2 separate regions of the Callithrix jacchus genome follow, and region 1 is linked to region 2. The links are chromatin contacts, called in public Hi-C maps. All regions are on one chromosome and are shown on one strand. The core of a region is the stretch at or near the end of the contact, and the rest is flanking DNA. Distances in the headings are between cores, read along the strand shown.

Region 1 (4,272 bases), core at 103-2,602, 70 kb before region 2:
TTTTTTTTTTTTTTTTTTTTTTGAGATGGAGTCTTACTCAGTCACCAGACTGGAGTGCAGTGGTGCGATCTCAGCTCAGTGCCACCTCTGCCTCCCAGGTTCAAGCGATTCTCTCACCTCAACCTCCCGAGTAGTTGGGACTACAGGCGTGCGCCACCACACCCAGCTAATTTTTTCTGTATTTTTAGTAGAGATGGGGTTTCACCATATTGGCCAGAATGGTCTCGATCTCTTGACCTCAAGATCCGCCCATGTCCACCTCCCAAAATACAGGTGTGAGCCACTGCTCCTGGCTCATCTCCTTTCTTAAATCTCTGAGTTCTCCTACTTAGAAGCTGTTGGACAACCAAGGAAAATTGTTACAGGGTATGTGTGTGTGTGTTTGGAGACACCTAAACTCAGAGCTCCGAAAGCCACCCTATGCATGTCCTTGGGACCTCTCCGGGCCCCTTACCTTGCACAGCCAGCTCCGCGCTGGCATAGATGGTACCATGCTTATTCTCTGCCACACACTGGTACATGCCTGAGTCCTCCAGGCTCAGCTTGGAGAACCGCAGGTCCCCGGCCAGCACCTCCACCCGGTTCTGTGCAGAAGAGCCCAGAGCCCAGGGGATCAGGAACACTGGAGCCCAAGGGAGGAGGGGTTGGTAGGGATGGGGGCAGAGGACACTCTAGGCTGATAATCCCTAGAGGATGTGGCTTGTATGTCCAGTCCTACCCCAGGACCACCTGGAACCTCAGGATGCAGATTACCCAGGCCTCCCCAAAGCTGGACGGGTGAGGTGTCCGACTCAGGACCTCATCACTTATTTTGTGGCTGAATTGTGCCTGAATCCAGGCCCAGCCTGTGGTCATGGGAGTGGGATGGGAAGAAGCACCTAGGATCACCATATGACACCCTAATTAGCCCAGAGAGGCTACCAGTGGTGCAGGGGGAGTTCTGGGGGGTGAGGGAAGCAGTTGAGCAGAATTGTGATGTGTGGGAGGAAGCCCCATGTCTCCTACCTGGGAGGCCAGAGGCTCCCCGTTCCGCAGCCAGCGCACTGCAGGCCGGGGCTTGCCTGCAGCTGCGCAGCCCCAACGCAGATTGGAGCCAATGTCAGCCTCTGTGTCCGAGATCACTTTGAGCCACTCAGGCTGAGCTGTGGGAGCCGGGGAAAGAAAACCTGGCATGAGCTAGGAGGAGCTTCCAGCTCATTAAAGGAAACAGAAAACCAGAGCAGCAGTACCTGTGCAAGACAGCAGAGGGCGCCATCAGCACTCCGGGAGAGAGAGGACAAAGAGGACAGGGCAGGAAGAAGGAAGCCCAAGAAAGCTGGCACTCTGTGGTTGTGCCAGTGGCTGCTTTACAAACTTAAATCATCCTGGAGCCTCCTGTGTGCTTTCTGCACCCCTGACACTGCAGCTCTGAGCTGACCACAGCACCAGCCTCTTCTAGTCCCAGGCTCAATGCAGTCCTAGGGCAAGCGGGCTCATGCAGGAGGCCTCCCAGTCTCCTTCCTGACTTTTGGGTCTGTTTCCTTGGGGACCAGGGTGAGAGCGGGAAGGGGGTTCGGGAGGGGTGGAGAAGGTGTCCCCAGCTCTGTACCCTGCACGATGATGCGGCCCTGCACAGTGTCTCGGCCCTTGGAGTTCTCCGCCTCACACTCGTAGGTGCCCTCATCCTCAAAGCTGACGCTGGGGATCTGCAGGGTGGGCTCAGCCGTGGCCCACTGCGGGGACAGGGAGCCGTCCACTTTGCGCCACTTGATCCGGGGGACAGGGCTGGGAGGAGAGACAAATCCAGAGGATGTGGGCTGAGCTGGGTCTACCCCTCCAGTGCCTGCAGCTCCTCATACCCAGACTCTCAGACCCTCCTGAGATGCTGGGGCTGGGAGGAACCAAGGGAGGGAGGGTGCCTTCCGGCTGATCCTCATGCTCTTCTCCCAAGTAGGCTTGGCGCACATGCAGGGAAGGGGCCCTGGAGCCAGTGAAGCTGGCCTTCCAACAGTCTGCACTCTGAAGCTGCCTGCCCTCCCCTGCACTGGTCTCCATGCCTCTGGTTTGCCCTCCGCCATGGTGGCCTGTGACCTGGGTCTTTATGGTTTCCCTTTTCCATTGCCTCGACAGGGCAGGCCTTGCCCCTACTTTTCAAAGGGACTTTAGTTATTAGTAATCTGTGCAATAAAATGGACTGAGGTGTCAGTTTTAATGGTTTAATATATTCCCCTCCCATGCGGATTTTCTGGCAGCCCAAAACTTCCCACAAGGCAAAGGTTATCCCAGGTAACCACGCGAGACAGTTGAGGGAGGAGGGGGCCAAAGTACAAATCACATTCTTTCATTCTACAAACATTTATTGAGCACCTACTGTTTGCTTAGCCCTGTTCCAGCGAATCCTTTTTCTGGGAGTGCAAGAAAGAGAACGCTTTGTGTTGTGATTCTCAAATAGATCACTCTTAACGTTCATGGAAACTTAACTAAATTCCGGCACTGTTTTAAGCACCTCACATACATGAACTCATTTAATCCTCATAACAACCTATGAGGTAGGTACTATTATCGCCGCCATAAAGAGACTGAGGCACAGAGAGGTTAGGCAGTTTACCCAACATCTCCCAGCCGGCGCGTGGCAGAACTGGGATTTGAACGAGGCAGACTGGGTTGGAGGCAGTACACTGTGCTGCCTGCCTCCAGCCCTAGGTGTTACTCAAGCTGTTTGAGCCTGCCATGCACTGCTGAAGGACCAAGTAAACCAGGACATGGAAGGCCCCTGGCACATGCCATGTCTCACCCAGAGAGTTAGTGTCCAGTGAGTGCTGGTCAATACCCACTGTGCACCCAGTACTTTGCTAGACCCTATGAGGGACACCAAAATGAGTGAGCCCTGACTCTGCCTGCCCTCACCCTAGGGTCACTTGTGCCCCCAAGAGGCTGTGCCCTGGCCCCCCTCCCTCTTCCCACTCACTTCCCAAAGGCGAAGCACTCCAAGGTGACCTGCTGCCCCACCAGCGCGTAGGTCTCTGCTGGGAACCTGGCCTTGATGCTGGGTGCAAAGAGCCGGGTGTCTGGGGAGAGAGGGGTTTTATAGGTTAGATGAGGCTGACTCCAGCTCAGGTGCTCCTGTCCTTGAGATTTCAGTACCTTTCAGAGCCAACTCTGTCTGGACAGCTATGTGGAGTCTCAGAAGACTTCCTTTCCCCTTGGGGCCTGGGGCAGGGGCCTGAGGATTTGAAGCAGGAGGATCTGGGAGTCCAGGCCCTGGAATCAGTGCTCTGTGCACTGATCTTCCAATTTCCAAGGAAAAAACCCTTTTCTCAATGCCCGCTGACCCTTCCCGCTCCCTCCCTCCAGCCACGCCTGGCCAGGCCTGACCTTCAGCAGCCAGGTTGAGCTGAGCAAACTTGCTGAAGACGCTTTTGGTGGAGAAATCCATGTGGCTGGTGGCCAAACAGGAGTAGTTGCCCAGGTCTGAGGCATTGGTTCGGGCAATGTACAGGTTCCCTGTGGTCTGGGACACGAAGTGGCGCCCGTCCGTCGGGATGAAGTTGGGGAACTCATTGAGGAGCCAGCGGTAGGACAAGCCTAAGATGTGAGGAGTTGGAGGAAACCAGGGGGTGCTGGGCTAACAGGGCCACGCTGGGTGGGGCCCCAGCATGCTGGTGGGTTCTGCAAGTCCCCCCACCATGCTCTGAACAGGTGCTAAGGGGAGACCTAGACAGAAGTGACCTTATTCCTGCCCTCAGGGAGCATTAAGTCTGCCAGGGATGGTAGCCCTCAGGGACCACCTAGTTTGGAGGCAGAAGCAGGGCACAGAGATAGAAAATGACAGACCCATAAAGGAAACACAGAGCATTGAAAATTGGGGCCCCAGGAATGAGTGCTTCTAAGGGTCATCTCCAGGGGTCACCGTTTATTCCATGCTTCCTCTGCCAAGCATCTGGAAGCCTTTCCTGTGCCCTCTCTAGCCCTGGCCCAAGGGCTGGACTCACCTGGGTAGTGGGCAGGTGGGTTACAGGGTAACATCACGCCCCAGCCTTCATGAGTTTTCACTGGGTCTCGCTCCTCCTTGGAGAATTCCTGCAGAACTGGAGGCAGAGACCAGAGGCTTAGGCACTGTCTCCCTGGCCTGGGAGCCCCCTTCCTGACTCATTCTTCACAGAGAAGCAGCAGTTCACTATGACATGTTACGTGAGGTCAGGAAGGCCTGGCTTGAGGGTGTCACTTGCTCTTTCTGGGTTCTTTCTCCTAGCCCTCTCTCCCCCTCTCCCAAAGTATCTTGGTCCCCCACGG
Region 2 (4,760 bases), core at 1,356-3,855:
CCCAAAACTATACTTTCTCTCATGCAGCCCGTGGCCTCAGACACGCACACACACACACATACACTCACTCTCTCTCTCTCTTTCTCTCTCTCTCTCTTTCTCTCTCTCTCTCTCTCTCTCTCTCTCTCTCTCTCTCTTTCTCTCATAACCCAACGGGGCCAAAGTTTGGGGCACAGGCTTCCCAGAATGTTCCAGTGAGTAGCGGTGGGGACAGAGATGTCAAGAGAGCCTAGGTGACAGCGTTTTCCTCACTGGCCCTGCTGGGCAGAGGTAAGGGTGAGAGATGGCTCTGAAGATGTTTCTACACTGCATTGCCCCCTCCCCTGATGGCCGCTCTGCCCATTGTGGCAGAAAGGAAGCATTTTCTTTGATGATGGCTACCTAGCTGCTTCCTCTCTGGCTCAGGTTTAGTAAGAGGGAGCAAGAGATGAGAGAGAGAAAAGGTGCCACATTCCAGCAGCCTCCCCAGGGCTCCCACCATCGAAGTTACCATAGAGGATATAATCTCAGCTGGCTGAGGTCACTGCTGGCAAATCTTCGACCTACTCATTAGCTGTGTCTATTGTCCCAAGGCCGGACAGGGCCCCCCAGAGAGCTAGGGAGGGTGGGGGAAAGAAGAAAAGCCTCCGAGGGAAGGTGCAGAAGAGTCAGGCAGTGAGCTGCCAGGGTGCTGGTACGAGTAGGAATGAGAGGACAAGTGTTCAATGGGGAGAAGCTTCCACTGCTCAGGTCAAAGAAGATTCAGATTATTTCATCCCCCGGGCACTGAGGTGGGGGAAAGGATAAAGAGCAATGAAACTGAGAAGTAGGGCTTACAAACAGAGTGGCCCCAGGTGGGACAGACACATGACTGGGCTAGGATGTCATTTCCTGACACAACAGGAGCTACAGGTTTGGAAGCAATTCTGGCCAGAGCTCAGTGGTGACCATCGGCCTGGTAACCTAGGAGAGGGGGCAGAGACCCTCTGTTAGCTAAAGGGGGATCCTCAGGGGGCTAGAGCTGGAAGCACAAGGCTCCTCCTAGATGGCAGTGTCAACCTCACAGGTTTGTGACCTAACGCACACTGGAAGGTACCCTTGCTGTGGCCAAGGGTTTTCCAGGAGGGTTTTAGGGAGCACCATACAGGAGAACGAGAACACTGAGGAGAGATGACATGTGACATTCATCTTTCTGTCACCAGAACCTGCTGCAGAGCAGGGCACCTATCAAGAGCCCTGAGTCAAAGACGAGGACAACACTGCCTAGACATTCCAAGGTGGAAGGTTTCATCCAAAAATGTCCACATGGCGTGTTGACTACCCCGGCCAAATCACAGATTATCAGACAGATGGGCAGCAATCCTAAGAGACTGCAGATACAGGTGGATGACAGGGATTATCTTCACTGGGTGAGAGATGAACAGAGCAGTTTGGGGACACAGCGCCCAGGTTTGGAGAGGACCAGAGGGAAGACAGCAGTGGGCTGGATGCCAGGCCCACGTCACAAACATGGAATGTGAGTTTCGTTGCTTGGCACCTGCTCATTGTGCAGAAGGTTCTTACGCATTTAAAGCTGAGAACAGCTGATGTTATCAGCACATCTCATTTCCAAAAAAGTGCAGTCTGCCTCCACTGCCATGTCACGTGGAAGCCAGAGCCCAGGAAACATTTGATTGAGAACGTGAGCTCATGCTGCGTAACAAGAGTTTAGATCTTTTCTAAATGGGAAGTAGGAAGTGGATGATTGCAAATATACCTCTTACTCAGTCAGCAGAGGGGCAGCACAGATGCCCATTGAAGTAGGCAGACTGCCTGCCACCATGCCACCTGCCTAAGCGTGCCAGAACAAGGGCGGTGAATGCGGAGCTGCCTCACCAATGAGCTTGCAGCTGATTAGCCTGGTGCCCTCCCTGCATTTTCTCTTTGTCAGGGGAGAGACTTATGTAAACTTCAAGCAGGAAGTCAGGAAGGCCCCCAGTGTGGTAAGGATGGCTCTCACCCTGGCCCCCAGGCCTGGGATCACCTCTCTGCCTCATACCTTCACAGGGGTGTTCAGACCTTGTGGGGAGGCATTGGGTGGGGTGGGAGTGAGGACTGGGAGAGAGAGGGAAGGTTGATGGGAGCTCACCATCTACAGATCTGGCTGCAAAACACAAACTGAAGGAAGCAGGATGTGCAACAGAAATAGAATCAACCTAGGATGGGGGTGGGCATGAATAAACAAAGGTGAGGAGGAAACAACTGAGCAAGGAGGCATCCCCTTCATTAGCCAACCCTCAGATTCCTGGCCTGGTCCGCAGTCCTCCCTCCGCAGCCTGTCATGGAAGGAGGCTCTGGTGAGTGCTTGCTCATAGCCTCTGCTCTGCCAGAGTGAATCCTGTTCTCATTCCCCATCTGATGTAATTCAGGCTCAGTGGAGGGCCTGGAAAGGAACTCTGGGGTCCCCTGCCTTGTCTCCCCAGCCTGGGGACAGCCCTCTTGTGATGAGCCCTTTGATGGCCCTCAAACCCACGACACGAGGACTAGAGAGGAGGAACTTGGTTAGCAAGTCATTACCTAAGCCCAGAGCTGCCCAGCTCCTCACTCCTCTGTAGATCTACCTCCCACACCCCGAGAGCAGAGACTGTTCTTAATGTTAAAGACTTGAAGAAGCTGGGTTTCTGAAGGGTGAGGAGATAATCTGCCCACGGCGCCTGCTGAGACTCCAGGAACTGGAGCACCTGGCCCTATCCAGGACCATGCTTGTTTGCTCTTGCTGAGCAGAGCCCGTGGTGGCTGGCAGAGCCGGTGCTGGGCCCCCATGCAACATGCAAAGACGGCATGCACAGCGCGCTCACCCTTTCAGGGGATGGCAGCCACACTAAGAGTCAGCTGTCCCTGCTCCTGCTGCAGCAGGCCTTCTAGGGCCACAGCTGGGGACACTGAGACACGTGACACTGAGATGTCAAGCCCAGGCGAGGGCTCAGGTGGTTCATGGGAAGTAATCTACTCAGTGTCAGAATCAAACTGCAGCACCAGAGAGCAGGTCAGGGCCAGTGTGTGTGGGGTCCCTGCTGAGCCGTCCTCCTCAGCAGGGGGCAAATCATTCTGGAAGCAGGGACAGCAGGCTTGCTCTCCTCTGGTCCTGTCCTCCACACACATCCCCTTTGTCAGTCTGGCTTTCCAACCACTGAAAGGGTGAGTCTGGAGCATGCATTCAGCCCAAGCCTCTCCCTCATTGTCCACCCTGGCTGGGCTGGGCTCTGCCTGCGTTGCCCCATGCCATGCCCATTACCTCCGCTGCTGGTACGGTACCTGCGGTTGGAGTAGCTTCAGAACACAGCACCCAAGATGGCCAGACAGAGGGAGAAAGGATGGAAAAGGGAAGAGAAAACAGAGCAAAAGTGAAACCACAGGACAAGCAGGCCGAGAAGGTTCCAGCCCAAACCTTATGCAGACGGTGTGGCCAGGTGCTGGCTGCTGGCCTGTGGATGCCAACTGGCATTCAGGGTTCATGGTCATCTCCACCTGAGGCAGGCATGTTCCTACCTGGGCCTCGGAGACCTTTCTAACACACTGCTTCTACCTCGATTCAAGGACTGGACAGCTAAGAGGTGGCAGCAGGGACAGTCCACTCAGAGTACTGTGTTCCCAGTTCTGTCCTCAATAGAATGTCCTGCTCTGGTTAGGTTGGCATGATCTTTGAGCAGGCTTGGTGACGCCCCATGATGCCAGGAATCAAAGGAAAAAGGAGTAGGTGGTGTGGGAGGATACCAACACCAACTCCAGTCAAAAGGATGGTCCTATCTTTGGGGGAAGATGTTGAATAGTGGGATGGACAGGAGAGAGGATGTGTGTTCAGCCGCCCCCGCCCCCACATCATCGCAACCTTGGAAGGCAGGAGCTTTGAAGGATGGAGCCCCTGTCCTGGTATTCCATCACTCCAATTCTTCACCTCAAGTTGGACTTTATGAAATTAGAAACCCAAGTTTGGACTGAGAGCCCTTTCTTTTTTCTTTATTTTGTTTTCTTTTTTTTGGACTGAGAGCCCTAAGTGAAATTCTTGAATTTTCTTCAAGGGCCTAAGTCAAGAAAAAAGCCTCTCTTTGTCCTCTTGTCCCCTGGGGCTCCACAACATTCCCTGCGGTGGTTACTGGGGCTGGACAGTGGAGCTTTGTTTATCTGATGTTCTGTATTGGGGTGCAGATAGGGAGGGAAGAAGGGGCTCTCTTTATCTAGCTACAGAATTGAGTAGTCAAGAAAGGGCATGGCCTAGCCTGGCCTTTGGTAACAGACACACAACAGCCACTAACCTAAGTCTCTCCTCACCACCGCCCTAAAAAAACTTCCTGGGTACCCAGGGGCTTGGGAGAGTACAGAAGACGGAGACAGCAGGAGGAAGAGCTGGTTGTGTGACTCACTCCTGGTTTAAGAAACCAGAGAGGGATGCAGAGAGGGCTGTCAGCCTTTCTCCACTTCTGAGTGGCCCCTGTTCTCCCGCCTCGGCACTGGGCTGCTGGCTAGAGTGGTGGGCCAGGGAAGGCTGTGGGCAGCTTGTGAAGCTGCCTGGGAGCCTGGGGTGATGCAGTAGGGCCTGGAAGCCCCAGAGAAGGCAGCACTGATGCTCTCCTGGAATGCGGGTGGGGGTGGTGCTTAGGAGACCCTGTGTGGGCCCGGGCCAGGCCGAGAGCCCTGAGCCTTCTGTGGAAAGCATCAGACACAATGACTTATCAGATTCCAGGGTGCCATTCACATCACCTCTTCTCCGGAGTCTTCCTGTGAAGATCGAAGCCCCTCCTCTG

Evidence for each region. A called contact is a pair of places that touch in the nucleus more often than the background predicts.
Region 1: a contact with region 2 is called in a Hi-C map of induced pluripotent stem cells, with 4 times the contacts expected there. The contact joins two enhancer-like sites. A contact is called at or near these places in 3 of 3 Hi-C or Micro-C datasets (induced pluripotent stem cells and skeletal muscle).

What each region holds. Positions count from the first base shown.
Region 1 is chr19:32,380,116-32,384,387 of calJac240_pri, reverse strand. CNTN2 (contactin 2) reads right to left here. Exons shown (of 23, transcript XM_078357003.1): 5 at 3,972-4,067; 6 at 3,355-3,564; 7 at 2,948-3,047; 8 at 1,589-1,764; 9 at 1,006-1,142; 10 at 455-584. Among named protein-coding and RNA genes, the nearest start is that of CNTN2, 18 kb to the right of the region's middle. Within about 2 kb of position 1,352, at least 4 of the 16 cell types and tissues checked have an H3K27ac peak or open chromatin away from gene starts, as enhancers often do.
Region 2 is chr19:32,311,091-32,315,850 of calJac240_pri, reverse strand. It overlaps NFASC (neurofascin), which reads right to left. Exons shown (of 26, transcript XM_078357001.1): 23 at 3,274-3,288. Among named protein-coding and RNA genes, the nearest start is that of CNTN2, 51 kb to the left of the region's middle. Within about 2 kb of position 2,605, at least 4 of the 16 cell types and tissues checked have an H3K27ac peak or open chromatin away from gene starts, as enhancers often do.